Regions from separate parts of the Mus musculus genome. Here all the other regions are linked to region 2. Evidence: chromatin contacts called from public promoter capture Hi-C data. All regions are on one chromosome and are shown on one strand. Each heading gives the region's core, a stretch centred on a gene start, on an enhancer-like site or on the middle of the called end of the contact. The rest is flanking DNA. Distances are from core to core; before and after follow the strand shown.

What was found. Promoter capture Hi-C pulls out the DNA fragments that hold promoters and counts their contacts. Capture Hi-C pulls out chosen DNA fragments and counts their contacts.
Region 1: a contact with region 2 is called in a promoter capture Hi-C map of liver, with 4 times the contacts expected there. The contact joins the promoter of Zmynd12 here to the promoter of Ctps in region 2. A contact is called at or near these places in 5 of 39 promoter capture datasets (the 3T3-L1 cell line, hippocampal neurons, liver and 1 more), 1 of 115 datasets of contacts at active chromatin or transcription factors (embryonic forebrain) and 1 of 9 other capture datasets (adipose tissue).
Region 3: a promoter capture Hi-C map of pre-B cells shows a contact between it and region 2, with 2.8 times the contacts expected there. The contact joins the promoter of Svbp here to the promoter of Ctps in region 2. A contact is called at or near these places in 2 of 39 promoter capture datasets (the 3T3-L1 cell line and pre-B cells) and 1 of 115 datasets of contacts at active chromatin or transcription factors (astrocytes).
Region 4: a promoter capture Hi-C map of adipose tissue shows a contact between it and region 2, with 4 times the contacts expected there. The contact joins the promoter of AU022252 here to the promoter of Ctps in region 2. A contact is called at or near these places in 4 of 39 promoter capture datasets (the 3T3-L1 cell line, cranial neural crest and pre-B cells), 2 of 484 Hi-C or Micro-C datasets (B cells and muscle stem cells), 1 of 115 datasets of contacts at active chromatin or transcription factors (astrocytes) and 2 of 9 other capture datasets (adipose tissue and liver).
Region 5: a contact with region 2 is called in a promoter capture Hi-C map of pre-B cells, with 3 times the contacts expected there. The contact joins the promoter of Ppih here to the promoter of Ctps in region 2. A contact is called at or near these places in 4 of 39 promoter capture datasets (cranial neural crest, hippocampal neurons, liver and 1 more), 1 of 484 Hi-C or Micro-C datasets (CD4 T cells) and 1 of 115 datasets of contacts at active chromatin or transcription factors (astrocytes).

Annotation. Positions count from the first base shown.
Region 1 is chr4:119,421,434-119,424,133 of GRCm38.p6, forward strand. Zmynd12 (zinc finger, MYND domain containing 12) reads left to right here and starts at 1,251. Exons shown (of 8, transcript NM_001014900.2): 1 at 1,251-1,562. The coding sequence starts at 1,453. It overlaps Ppcs (phosphopantothenoylcysteine synthetase), which reads right to left and starts at 987. Exons shown (of 3, transcript NM_026494.4): 1 at 413-987; 2 at 147-250. The coding sequence starts at 920.
Region 2 is chr4:120,569,024-120,571,723 of GRCm38.p6, forward strand. It overlaps Ctps (cytidine 5'-triphosphate synthase), which reads right to left and starts at 1,253. Exons shown (of 19, transcript NM_016748.2): 1 at 1,128-1,253.
Region 3 is chr4:119,193,913-119,196,612 of GRCm38.p6, forward strand. Svbp (small vasohibin binding protein) reads left to right here and starts at 1,398. Exons shown (of 3, transcript NM_024462.2): 1 at 1,398-1,574; 2 at 1,960-2,109. The coding sequence starts at 1,996.
Region 4 is chr4:119,231,326-119,234,025 of GRCm38.p6, forward strand. AU022252 (expressed sequence AU022252) reads right to left here and starts at 1,399. Exons shown (of 5, transcript NM_001012400.2): 1 at 1,258-1,399; 2 at 1,029-1,144. The coding sequence starts at 1,336. P3h1 (prolyl 3-hydroxylase 1) reads left to right here and starts at 1,590. Exons shown (of 15, transcript NM_019783.2): 1 at 1,590-2,105. The coding sequence starts at 1,632.
Region 5 is chr4:119,319,234-119,321,933 of GRCm38.p6, forward strand. Ppih (peptidyl prolyl isomerase H) reads right to left here and starts at 1,290. Exons shown (of 10, transcript NM_028677.4): 1 at 1,176-1,290; 2 at 936-1,000; 3 at 597-620; 4 at 287-331. The coding sequence starts at 1,241.

The DNA of each region.
Region 1 (2,700 bases), core at 1-2,500, 1.1 Mb before region 2:
GAGATCCTTGAGGGCAGTGTCTTATTCATCTCTGTATTCCCAGTGCCTAGCTCATACAGAAGGCTGAAAGGCCATCCAGATCAAGAGGAAAGTAACCCAAGATTGGTTAGAGGGGGTCAGATCTCTGGAAGAGAAGAGCCCATCACCTGCAGTGGGCCACCAGATGAGTGGATCTTGTGTTCAGGCATTTCGGAGACAGGAATATAGAAATCTGACACTGCCGCGGCCAGGTAAAACATCGCAGAAGAGCCTGTGAAGATAAACGGAGTATAAGAAATCGGGGAAGGGCATGGAATCTTTTCTTTAACTCGGGTTCCTTGGCTGTGGGGTAGGCAGCAAGCAATAGGGAAAAGAGGCTAGGGAGAACGGCTCTACAGCCAGGAAAACCTTTGGATTTCCTTGGAACATTCACCTAATGGACTGAGAGCCAGGGCAGCAGCCTGCAGCAGATGCAGATAATCCGCCAAAGTGGTAAACTCTACAGCCAGAAAGGTGCCGGCAGCGGCTGCCTCTTGGTAGCTCTGCAATGCTGCAGCAAAGCCCGGGAGCGCATTCTCTTCGGCCTCCAGACTCAGCTTGCCCGACTGGGCTGGGCCAGAAGGCCGAAGGGCTGACAGCCAGGCCTGGGGCGGGAAGCGGTGGGCATAGGGGAAGGCCGAGCGCGCTCGGTACAAGAACAGGACTCCATAGCCGGCAGCCAGGAAGACCTCCGCCGACGCGGCTCCGCGTCGCCCGCTACTGAAGTTGTCCAGAAAGCGCACGGCTCGCGCTTCCAGGGGGACCTTGGTGCCTCCAGATGTGATCAGCACCACCCGCCGGCCCTGCTCGCCCAGCCTGGCCGCAAAGCGAGCCATAACCTCGGCCCAGCGCGCAGCACCCGCAGGACGCGGCAACTCAGCCACCAGGTCCATTTCCGCCATCTGCACTGTAGTCACCCCACGGTAGAACCACAGCGCCCGGGCACGCCGGGCCGCTGGCGCCACGCCCCCTTCCGGATACCTGGGCTGCGCGCAGCCGCAAATAGTGACTATGGTCATTCCCTTTCCTATGTCCGCCAGTAGGTCCTGATCTCGCTAAGGCTCGAAATGCTTGCCTGTTCTGGGAAAGCCCGTCGGGAAGCGTCTAGAGGAAGAACGTATCTAGAAAATCCAGAAAAATTATGCTTCCTGTGGATTTCCTAGTTTGGAAAACGAAATGGTTGTTTTTGACCTATACCGGCCACCGTATAGTTCTCCCCAGGCTCGGGCTACATGGCAGTCAAGTTCTGGCTATTTAACCTTTGAGATTTAGAGTTTGTGCTCTCCCCTCCCCAATTGTCGCAGTCAGTCCCGCCCCTCCCCCTTGCCCTTGAAATCCCGACGTCCGGGCTGGCCCGTGGTTGTCACGTGACACCTCAGCCTTGCGGATGCTAGCCAGGCAACCGTCCTGGAGACCGACGCCGCCGGCCGCACCATGAACGTGATCTACCCGCTGGCGGTGCCCAAGGGGCGCCGGCTCTCCTGTGAGGTGTGCGAAGCCCCGGCCGAGCGGATGTGCACGGCCTGTACAGTCACTTATTACTGGTAGGCCCTGGAACATGGTGCCTGGTGCCTCTGCTCCCTCCCTGTCTCCCAACACGGGTCTGGCCTCGTGTGTCTGTCCTTTGTGGCCTTTCCTGCCAGGGACCCCACAAGTCCAGAGCAGGCTTGAAGACGCGTGTCTAAGACTTCTGTGGCTTCCTCTGCGTCTTCTCCGGCTCTGCTGGGTTTTTTGCCTGATGTTTTGCGGGGCTCCTACTGTTACTGTGTTGCAAACCCTTCCTGGTGCTGAACATAATGGGGCCATTTCTGTAGATCTCTCCTCTCAAAGCTCAAGGAGAACTCTGAAGACAGAGAAGTAGACAAATGATAATTTCAGGGAGAAATGGCAAGTCAAAGGAAATGGGAGGAGAAATTGGGCAGACAGCTTCTCTCAGAGTAGACGATTGGTCTGAAGTTAAGGAGCTAAAGAGCCGGTGTTCTTGCCCTACAAAGGCACAGGTAGGGTTCTTAAGTAGGGAAGACGTGTTCTTCAGGACTAGAAGAAAGACTATTGGCCAGTGCACAGCTAAGGGAGTTTGAATGTAGGAGAGGTAGTAATTCAAGATGCGAGGGGTTTAAATGTATTCGCATTAACACCATCCCCATCCTTTTTTATAAGAGAGTTTCATGTAGTTGGTCTCAAACTCACTATGTAAGCTAAGAATTGAACTTTTGAACATCGTACCCACACCCCTCAAGGGCCGGAGTTGCAAGTATGTGTTGCCATGCCTGGTTTGTGTAGTACTAGAGAGAGAACTCAAGGCACCGTGCATACTAGACAAACTACCAACTAAGTCACATCCCCTGCCCTAGACTCTATTTTGGGCCTCACAAAACTAGGATACTGACCTTCCAAACTTAACTCATAGCCAAATGACTTGTGTGTGTGTGTGGTTTTTTTAAAGCCTTATTTTTCATTTTACATGCTAAGTTCTGTCACTCCTGAGCCCTGAGACTTCTGAGGAGGGTAACATGGTGACTGGGGCAGTATCTAAAAAAGGTTTCTTTGAAATAAGATTTGAGTATTGAGAGGCCAGTACGGGCTTGCTATGTGAAGACACAGAAGAAGGGTGGGCCGTTCCAGCCATACAGCACTGGTTTGGTTAAAGAGTGAAAGACCTTGGCTGAAACCTAAATGGGA
Region 2 (2,700 bases), core at 3-2,502:
AGGACCCATTCCCTAACGTTTACAAACTACCTATTATGGGAGAGCTACTCACATGCTGGGGGTACCACAAACTTAAGTCAAATGTGGGTCCAACTTAAGTATCTCCGGGAGAGATGACCTGGACTGAGGGAGGATCCAGGAGCTCCTTTTGAAAACCTGCCTTGTAATGGGCCCGTAAGGCTGACTGACTGAAATGAGCTAGGAATCAGGCAAAGCATGAACAAGCAGGTGAGCCCACAGGATGCACCAAGAAAAAAAGATTAGGGCAAAGGGATGGCCAGGGGCCAGTCCATGGGCAAAGTTGAATGTCCACGCTGCACTTTTTTTTCTGAAGATGACAAGACACAAAAGGTTTTTCAAGTACAGGAGCTATAATATAGAGCAAGGGGCACCAGATAAATTCACGAATGAAAAATGTGAAAGCTTTTGTTAAAAAAAAAAAAAAATGAAGTTGGTGAAAATCAGGCTCAGGATCCACCGCAGATGTGCTGAAATCTAAATCTAGCCCCGAAGTGCCTGATGCCCGGGTTCGCACCGCCGTAAAAAGTGGGACGAGAACCACAGCAGCACCCACCCGCGTCACCCGGCTGCTGAGGATTTAAAATAATGAGTGTGGACGTAAGGCAGCCACGCTGACGTAGTGGCCTCAAGAACGCCAGCATCTTCGCGCTGGGCTGGAAAGAGAGACAGCAGCTGGGTAGCCTGGGCCGTGAGGCCCAGCGAACCTACAAGCCCCTTCCTCCCGCGCGCCGGGCAGCGCCGGGAGGAGCTCAAGGCCGCCAGTCGGGCCCCATCACAGGCTGGGGCTCTGGGAGACCCCTCCGCGGCGGCACACCGCGCTCTCTACCTCACCAAGCCCGGCTGCCCGCGTCGCCGGACTCGGCCCCTTTCCTTAGCCGGGCCACGCGGCCCGCGCGCGGGAGCCGGCAGCTCGCGTTCCGGGACTGCCCGCCCCACTCCCGTTAGAGATGCAGCCCATTGGGCAGAACGCCGGGCCAGCTCTCCCCTGATTGGTGAGAAGAGACGTTTATCGCCCCGGCGGCGTGGCCGTCCGCGCCGGGCTCTGTCGGCGCCACAGGCTCTTGCACCCGGGAGCCGTTCCACCGGGATCCCTGAAGTCTGCCTACCTGAGGCCGGCTTCGGAGTCTCGTGTCAGCCACAGCAAGGCCGGCGCGCGCGTGGTGAGCCTCGGGCAGCCAGTGCTCGGCCGGGCCGCATGCGCCAGCCGTCTTTCTGAGAGGCGGGCTCTAGGCGGTGCGCACGCAGAGGGCGGGGAGAGGCGGGCCCAGGGGAGGGTGGGGCTAGGGCGCGCATGCGCGGGACGTCTCGCCGCAGCTTGTTGAGTGGCTACTGCGGGTGGGTCTCGGGAGTTGTGGGTTCTGTGGGCTTCCTCGCCCGAGGTCTAGAGGATGCTGGTGACTCGCATCTAACCGGAACCCTGAGGGCCTTTGCCTGGTCCCGCAATAGCCGGTGGACACTCTCACCTCCCATCCGCCTTCCCTCAGGCTGCGGGCCAAATCATCTCGTGCTCTCGCCCCGCACCGCCGCCTTCTCCCGGTGCCTGCTTGTCTCCCTCTTAGGCCGGGCCGCTTGGCTTCACGTCCTAGCCAGCTGCCTTTCCACACAACGCACCCTGACGGTGCCTGCATTAGAACAACTGTCGCGAGCCTACTTCCATCCGGCACTAAATGTAGAGAGGCAAACGAGCCCACTTCTAACAAGTCATGGGGATTTTCACAGACGATTGGGACTTGGGGAGTTAGTGTACAGCGGGTTCTGAACACGTAGCAGAAACGTTTACTGGCAAGGAAGGGAGGGAGGAATAGAAAATGAGGCAGAAGAAAAAGTCTGTGTGCACATTCCAGGCGAGGTCCAGAAGAGCCTTGCAGAGTGAACAGTGCAGGCTGGAGAGGTTGGAAGGGCAGCTCTATGCAGAGCGTTGTAGGCAAAAGATTTACAGCACCCAAGGTGATGATTTTGTCTTTTGAATACTACATAAACCCATGTGAGTTTTTAATACCCTCCACCCTGCAAAAACTACACAAAGGTTTCCTTAGGAAGTACCTTGTACCTTGAACTCCATCCAGGAGGCTTGTTTCCTTCCATTAGGAGTAATTTATTGCTTTTTTTTTTCTTCTGTCTTTGCTGAAAGAGTTAAAGAAAAGGTATGCCTCCCATGACCATACTGGTTTTTTTCAGGAAAATGACTCAAACAAGTAGAATTCCAAGAAACCACTTAGGAGAATTCTACAGGGGCTTCTCTCGGAGACTTCCGGATTCTTTCAGATCCCAACCAACAGCATGCTCTGAGTCTGCCCAAATACCCAAACTGCTCTGCTCCAAGAAGCTTCCATAAGAGGTACAAAACTGAACTCCTCCCCCAGTCGCTCTTCTGGGGGACCCCTTCACTCCCCTCCACTCTCCCATATTCTCTTTGATGGTCTTGCTTTCCATTTCACCAAGAAAATGCAAGCCAACAAGAGAACTTCTGTCTACCAGCCTGCTTTCATGTGTGCGAGCAGCATGGTCTTTCATCTTGGTACTTCAGACAAGTGGCTGCAGTGGAGAGGGCAGCCCCCCTCTTCTCACTGCTTCAGGTGCCATACAACTCACCGATGCCTGGGATGTCTCCCCTCCACATCACCAGTTTTCTCCTTCTACTACCCCAGTGCAGAGTGTTACATGGTTCTCCCATGTTTG
Region 3 (2,700 bases), core at 148-2,647, 1.4 Mb before region 2:
TATCTTTATGAGGAACAGGGGACTTAATAATGCAATGGCCTCAGAGTATTGCCTAGAACAGAGGAAGCCCCAAGGGAAGCAGTTATTGTTATTTCTCAGGCTCTTCTCCTCCTTGGCACCTTTCTTGCTAACATAACAAATGAAAATGATAGCTAGAAATTTTAGTTTACACCCTTTTGATTATCCGTGGGGCTGTTTCTCTCCCTCCTTCTCCCTCTACTTCCACCTCTCACACTCTGTGTGTGTGTGTGTGTGTGTGTGTGTGTGTGTTGGCTGATATACTTCTGATTCCTGTGGTGGTTTGAACATGTTTGACTCAGGGAGTGGCACTACTAGGAGATGTGGCCTTGTTGAAGGAAGTGTGTCACTGTGGGGTTGGGGTTCGAGACTATTCTCCTAGCCACGTGGGAGACAGTCTTTTCCTATTTGCCTTCAGAACAAGATGTAGAAAAATGGCTCAGTGGTTAAGAGCACTTGTTGCTCTTGCAGAGGATCTGGTTTTGGTCCCAGCACCCACAACTGCCACAAATGGCAGCTCACAACTGTCTTTAATATCAGTTCCAGGGGATTCTATATCCTCTTCTGGCCTCCAGCACCATGCCTGCCTGCACACTGCCATGCTTCCTGCTATGATGCTAATGGACTGAACCTCAAGACCTGTAAGCCAGCCCCAATTAAATGTTGTCCTTTATAAGAGTTGCTTTCGTCATGGTGTCTTTTCACAGCAATGGAAAACCTAACTGATACAATTTCTGTCCGGCTGAGGGTATAGCTCAGTAATAGAAGGCTTTGCCTAGCACATGCTCTGGGCCCTGAATTTGTTTTGTTTTGTTGAGACAGAGTCTCACTGTGTAGCTTTGGCTGGCCTGGAACTCATTATGTAGACCAGGCTGGCCTCCAACTCATAGAGATGTTTGTGCTTCCCCTTCTCAGTGCTAGGATTAAAGATGTGCACCACCAAACTGGGCTAGGGGCCCTGTATTGATAGATAGATAGATAGATAGATAGATAGATAGATAGATAGATAGATAGATAGATAGATAGATAGATAGACAGATCATTTTTTTCAAAGCTTTCAAAGCATTGTGGTAAACAGGATTCCATTTGATCCTCCTTATAGATCTATAAATCAGGAAGGAAGCAATCAGCAGTCCTGACTTTCTTGATTTAGAACCTGATGCTCAGAATTCCAGTGCTAGCCAATTTCAACCACAGGAATCAGATTCTGCCTTTCAAAGCCTTGCAGTTGTCCCAGAAACTAGAAGCCCGGAAAAGCTTTGGTTACTTGTAAGAATGTCCCTGCCCCAGGCCCCGCCCTCCAGCCCCAGGCCCCGCCCTACTCGCCTCCGATCCCGCCCCTCCCGCTCCGGCCACGCCCAGGTGTGCTCGCTGCGCGGGCGCAGTGGCTCCTGCGGGAGGGGCACCTCAGGCCGCGGCCCCGCCCTCCCCGGCGCGCCCCGCCCAGTCCAAGGGCAGCGGGCTGGGCGCTGCGGTCCCGCGGAAGGGGGGAGCTAGGGTGAACCCCGCGTGGGGGCTTGTCTACGACGTGGCGGAGGCCGTGAGCCCGAGGCCGGGTAAGGAAGCGCACGGACCCCCGAGCCGCCATCTTGCTACGGAGGGGCCGGGCGGGCGAGCGGGCGGGCGGGGCTGGCAGAGGGGGCTGCCGCGGACCGAGTGGCTCGCCCCTCGGCCTCTGAGACCCGGCCCTACCGTACGCCCCCGGGTTGGAGCTGCTTTCTCGGGCCTTCTCATCTGCTGCTCACCCGGGGTTGGTAGGGAAATGGCCAGGAAATGACTACTGTCCCATTGTGCAGGAAACTGAGACTCAGAAGTGAGGAGACTCGACTAGGAACGCACAGCAAGGTGCTGGCAGTGGGACTCCAGGGCACCCTGCCTCACCTGCCAAGCTAGGGAGTTGGGAGAAAGGACTAGCAAGCGGTTCTCTTTTTGTACCATCAGGTCAGAGCTAACCAAGAAGCATTCAGAAGCCAAACCATGGATCCACCTGCCCGGAAAGAAAAATCCAAAGTTAAAGAACCAGCCTTCAGAGTGGAGAAGGCTAAGCAGAAATCTGCCCAGCAGGAGCTGAAGCAAAGACAGAGAGCAGAGGTGAGATGAAGGAGGGAGCTCTGTATGCCTGAGCGAGCTGGAGAGGGTGCTGGAAGAAAAAAAAAAAAAAAAAAAAACCAGCAGAGGAAACTTTACTAGGGGTCCCTGCTTGTCCCAGGCATTGGTCCCCCCAGAGGGAGAGAGTCCAGCCAGGTCCCAAACGGTGAAGCGGAAGCCCAGAGTCACATACCAAGTTAGTGTCAGAATCCCAAGCTGGACCGGGTCTCCAGTTGCCTCCTGGCGCAAAGCTTTTGTGTTAGTGATCTGAGGAATGCATGAAAAGAGAAGAGGGTAGCTATGGGTGGGAGAGGGATCAGGGTGGGAGGAGAAAATGAACAAATGAATGAAGGAGAATGCTTGAAGTGCCAGTGTGACCCGTGACCCGGTACACATGGGCATTTGGTGCAGAGAGTATCTAGTTGGTGAGCGGGATGGAAAAAGCCCTCACTGGAGAAGCCTGACAACCTGAGAATCCATACATATGCGGAAGAAGAGAAGGTCTACATAAAACTGACCTCCACACTTGCTGTGGCACACACACACACACACCACCACCACCACCACCACCACCACCACAGCTACAGCAACAGC
Region 4 (2,700 bases), core at 149-2,648, 1.3 Mb before region 2:
ACAGACATTTTTTGTGTGAGGGATTTTTGGCATGTCAATCATTAATTTTCTTGATCAAAACAAACTCTTGAACACGATAACTGCCAAATAAGCTAGTTTATACAAGAGAAAGAGAACACTAGAAGCTTTTAAAGCAGCCAGGCTCCGACACTGTAAAAGAGTCTTCAGGGGAAGTCTTGCTAAGAGAAGGAAACTGGAGTCCCACTTAGCCCTATGAGCCTCTCCACCTCAAAGATCTCATTTTACAGATCCAGAGCTCCAGAGAGAAACAATCAAAACCAATCTGTCAAAACTTCTACGGTCTTTTCCATTATTTTGCATATCTTCTTTATTTTACCTATTATGGAAACCGACGCCTAAGCTCTGGACATAGTAATACTGACTGTATCCACTGAAATTCACCATGTGTGACAGCGACCCTTGTAATACCCAGCCTTTGGGAGGCTGAATTCAAAGCCAACCTGGGCTATACAGCAAATGAAACTACCTCCAGTTTTATTGTGTGTGGTCTTTTTTTCAATAGGAATTTTACCCTGTGCCTTTTTGCATGCTGTTTTTGGTAGTGCTAAGAATCAAATTCAGGGCTAGGCAACAGTAAACTACAACCCCAGCAGTTTTTGTTTTATTTTGTTTTGTTTTTTTAAAAAGGAAAGAAAGAGCATATATTTAAGTTCCACAAGCTCCTGGGTAACAGATAAAGACCTTATGGGAAGCAGAATAAAATGTGACTATTTAAGAATTTGGTATAGAAGCCATACATTTAATCCCAGCATAGGGTTTTGGGGTTGGAGGGTGGGGGAGGAAGGTGGATCTGTCAGTTCGAGGCCAGCCTAGTCTATAATATAGAGAGTTCCATGACAGCCAGAGTTATGTAGAAAGGCCCTGTCTCAAAACAAACAACAACAGAGGAATTGGGATAGAGTGATCCTCTTCGTGTGAAATGGAATGGTAACTTCAGTACTGCCGAGTTCACAGGCTGTCCCGAGCCCAAAGAGGCAGGGTAAAGTACGGAGATGGCTATTCCTCACCTTCTGCACCTGCTCGGCGAGCGCCACGAGGTCTAAGGGGTCCCCGACCCGGTGGGTGTGGTAGGGGCTCACCAGAGCCAGGCCGCCGGGGGTCGGGGTGAGCTCCACCAGGGCTCCTGCGATACACACCCGAACACAGGCGTAAGTTGAAACCCTCAGCCTTCCGTGAGCCAGCAGGAAAGAGCCACCCGGCTGCGACCTCCTACCCAGGCAACTCAGTCCCACCTACCTCCAGGACCCGCCGCCTCCTTCACCCCCAGATTTCCCGTACCACTTTCGTACCGGCCGGGAACCCCGGGGTCCGCCATAACAGCACCTCGGTCCCACCACCCGCAGGGAGCTCAGTCTAAAGCGCAGGCGCACAACAGCTTGTGGGCGGGGTTTTCTCGTTCTCAGTCCATTGAGCTGTGCGCATGAGATTAGAGGCGGAGCCTCACGAAGAGTAAGTGTTTGGATTGGTTGAAAGCAAGAGGCGGTACAAGTTTCCTTGCCACGAGCTTCTGGACTTGGGGCGTGGCTCGTCTCTGGGCGTGGCTTCTGTGGGGGGCGGGACTCTGGAATGTGCCCCAGGCGAGCAGTCCCGTTAAGTGGAGGAGCAAGGCCATGGCGGTGAGCGAAAGGAGGCTGCTGGCAGCGATGCTAGCGGTCGCCGCCGCCGCCGCCTTACGGGTTGCGGCGGAGTCTGAGCCGGGATGGGACGTGGCAGCCCCTGACCTGCTTTACGCAGAGGGGACCGCGGCCTACTCGCGCGGGGACTGGCCCGGGGTGGTCCTGAACATGGAGCGGGCGCTGCGCTCGCGGGCGGCCCTGCGTGCCCTCCGCCTGCGCTGCCGCACACGCTGTGCCACCGAACTGCCGTGGGCACCGGACCTGGATCTCGGTCCGGACCCCAGCCTGAGCCAGGACCCGGGCGCCGCCGCCCTGCACGACCTGCGCTTCTTCGGAGCCGTGCTGCGCCGTGCCGCCTGCCTACGCCGCTGCCTCGGGCCGCCCTCTGCCCACTTGCTGAGTGAAGAACTGGACCTGGAGTTCAACAAGCGGAGCCCGTACAACTACCTGCAGGTCGCCTATTTCAAGGTGCGACTGGTCCGGAGCCCGGTGGCCGGGAGCGACCTGGGGAACTTGGGGAGCAGAGCAGGGATGAGACGGCAGGGAGGCAAGGGACCTCTTGGCTAGGGAGCTCTTGGCGGACTTTGGGAGCTTCACCCGGTTCTTATGGGCAGATGCTAACCCTAAAGGTCCAGCCAGTAGTGACAGCCCAAGCCAAGAAAAACCTGACCTTTTTCTTTTGGGAAGGCCTCCTAGAGGGAACCGAGGCGGCCGCTAGGGTCTCCCAGCAGTACTTCATTGCAAGTGTCCAAGTGCTTCTGCAACATCTTCCTTCCGGTTCGTTCTCCAATCATGCTTTCCCTGCTCCCTAATCCAACAGCAGCGCTCTTTCAGGACGTGGGATTGCCACGTCGCCAGCAGGGGCTGCCTGGCTCCGCCCTGTGGAGGACCCTCTAGCTAGTATTTTTGGGTTTTTTGTTTTTAAGAAAATGACTGTCTTTTGGGATGCCACAGCGATTTAAGGCCAAGTCAATAAGCGGGCTTGGAACGCCAGCCTTGTCTGCCCGTGATGACTGGTAACATATATTTCCAGGACTCCGTTAAAGCACTTTACGTTTGTTTA
Region 5 (2,700 bases), core at 40-2,539, 1.2 Mb before region 2:
AAAGGGTACAGCATGCTTTCCTTGGCATCGTTTCTGCAATACAGCATTCCACCAAGTCAGGGATGACTTAAGGCGCTGTGCATAGGCTTCATGGTGTTCAGTACCAAATCCAGGGCCTTATGAATGCTGGGCCAATTCTCTACCACCGAGCTACAGCCTCAGCCGCGAACATGCCATTTAAAACAACAGCCGTAAGCCTCACAGAGTTTGAACTCAGGTGTGCAGGACTGCCTGTACAGATACCAAGCAATGACTGCATTTCCAGTTTTCCAAAAACCTCCCTTACCTGTGGAAGGTGCTTCCTTTGTATCCTATCGGAACGCCATCTTTTCTGTAAACAAAGAAGGAAGAGACTTGGAATGGGGAAACACAATGGTGGGCCTTTCCCATTTAGGCTACACCAGAGGCTAAAAGGGCTCTCACTAAGATCTGGAGGGGGAAAAAGAGAGAGAAAGAACCCATTCAAGGTGTCACCCTCTCTCTGCATATCATCTTCCATTACTTAAGACCTGTTCATGGTTCTCCAATACCCTCACCAAACATCCAGGGCACCCCTTCAGGAGTAGGCAGAGAAATCAAACACATCTGAGACTGACCTGAACTCTCCGGTGCAGAATTGCCTAAAGGGAAAGAGAGAGCAAACGATTTAGCCTTCGTACGATCACTGCTTGAAGCACCTCTAATCTCTGGAGAGGAGAGTTCAAACACTGGGGCCAGTATGTCCGCCAACTAACTGATCGGGCGGATGTCAGGGCAGGTAGACTAGTGATAGAAGTTGATATGGGATCAGTCACAGCCGGTAGCTGTTTGGCCAGTGAAATACCCAGACCACAGAGCTGCAAGGCAATGAATAGATGGACAGAGGCAGACATGGCAAAGACCGACTGGAGGCCGGCTTCGGGCTCAGCTCTGGTTCACTTGGAGCATATCCTTACCTAAAGTTCTCTGCCGTCTTAGGCACCACGTCTGCAAAGAGCTCGATTTTCATGCGACCAACTTCCTGCAGAAGAAACGGGAGACGCAACACTCAGCTCACGACCGCTGTCCACGAAGCTCGAAAGCTCCCACCTCCCTCCGCCGCCTGGCCCAGCCGGTCTCGGGAGGGCTATAAGGGGCTGCCTCCCTTACCCGAGGCCAACCAGCCCGCACGGGCCGCTAGGTCGCCCGCACCTCACCTGGCCGCCAATGCTGACATCGAAGAAGACCACTGGATTGACTGGACTTGAATTTGCCACCGCCATGGCTTTGACCCGGAAGTAGAAACCCGGCTTCCGGTGGCAGGTCCCGCGAACTTCATCCGGAGCGCAGACGCAGTGGAAACGGACCGCGATTGCGCCCCGCCCCGGAAGTGTGGCGCGCGCTGAGGTTGTTGGGAATGGTACTGTTTGGCTGAGCTGGTCGGAGCTGAGGGGAGGAAACGCAGGCATCTTTGTCAAAGTCTGTGGGCTCCCCACTTGCATGACTGTATTAGTGCAATAGAAATGAATCTTCTGCAGACAGCATGTCCTGAGCAGTCACACTTGGTGTCCCCTGTCACAGCTCATGAGCCGAGGATCCCTGAGTCACCTTCCATATTTTAAAATGGTTTGTTACTGTAGCCTGGCTCAGTCGGGTGCTGGAAATGTAATTTTATTTATTTTCTTATGATTGTAAAATTTTTTATTTTTTAATTCACATTTACATCCCCAGTGCTGCCGCCTCTCCCGGTTTCCCCACCCCCTCCTTCTCTTCTCCTCTGAGAGGGTAGAGACCCCCTCTGGTTTTCCCTCCACCTTAGCACATCAAGTCTCTGCAGGGCTGGCCTCATCCTCTCCCACTGAGTCCAGACAAGCAGAAGAAACGAATTCCACAGCAGGGCAACAGCTTTTGGGATAGCCCCTACTCCAGTTGTTCGGGACCCACATGAAAGACCGTGTGTGTGTGGGAGGGGGCTAGGTCCCGCCTGTCTATGCTCTTTGGTTGGTGGTTCAGTCTCTGAGAGCCCCAAGGGTCATAGTTGACTCTTGGTTTTCCTGTGGAGTTCCAATCCCCTCGGAGGCCCTCAGGAGTCCTCAAGCTCCATCGGATGTTTGGCTGTGGTCTCTGCATCCCTGAGTCAGCTCCTGGGTGGAGTCTCTCAGGACAGCCATGCGAGGTTCCTGTCTGCAAGCACAACAGTCTCAGGGATTGTTGTTTGCCCATGGGATGGGTCTCTAGGCTAGTAAATCGTATGGGGCTTTGCCTATTTAAAATGCTGTTTGCCACTGCTGGTAGCAAAGACCAGGAAGTAAAGGCTGGCTTCTCTTATACCACTTTTACCAAGTACCCTTCTGCCTCTGTTTTGGAGGGCATTCAGTTGCTACCCCCCCCCCCTCTTTTCCTTCTCTCATGCTTGCTCCGGCCCAAAGATACTTATATGTAAGTACACTATACTTGTCTTCAGACACCCCAGAAGAGGGCGTGGTTGCTGGGATTTGATCTCAGGACCTTCGGAAGAGCAGTCAGTGCTCTTACCCACTGAGCCATCTCTCCAGCCCTGGTTGTTACACCCTTTAAGGTTTTTTGGTTTTTGTTTTGTTTTGTTTTTGCTTTTGGTTTTTTGAGACAGGGTTTCTCTGTATTGCCCTGGCTGTCCTGGAACTCACTCTGTAGACCAGGCTGTCCTCGAACTCAGAAATCTGCCTACCTCTGCCTCCCAAGTGCTGGGATTAAAGGCATGCA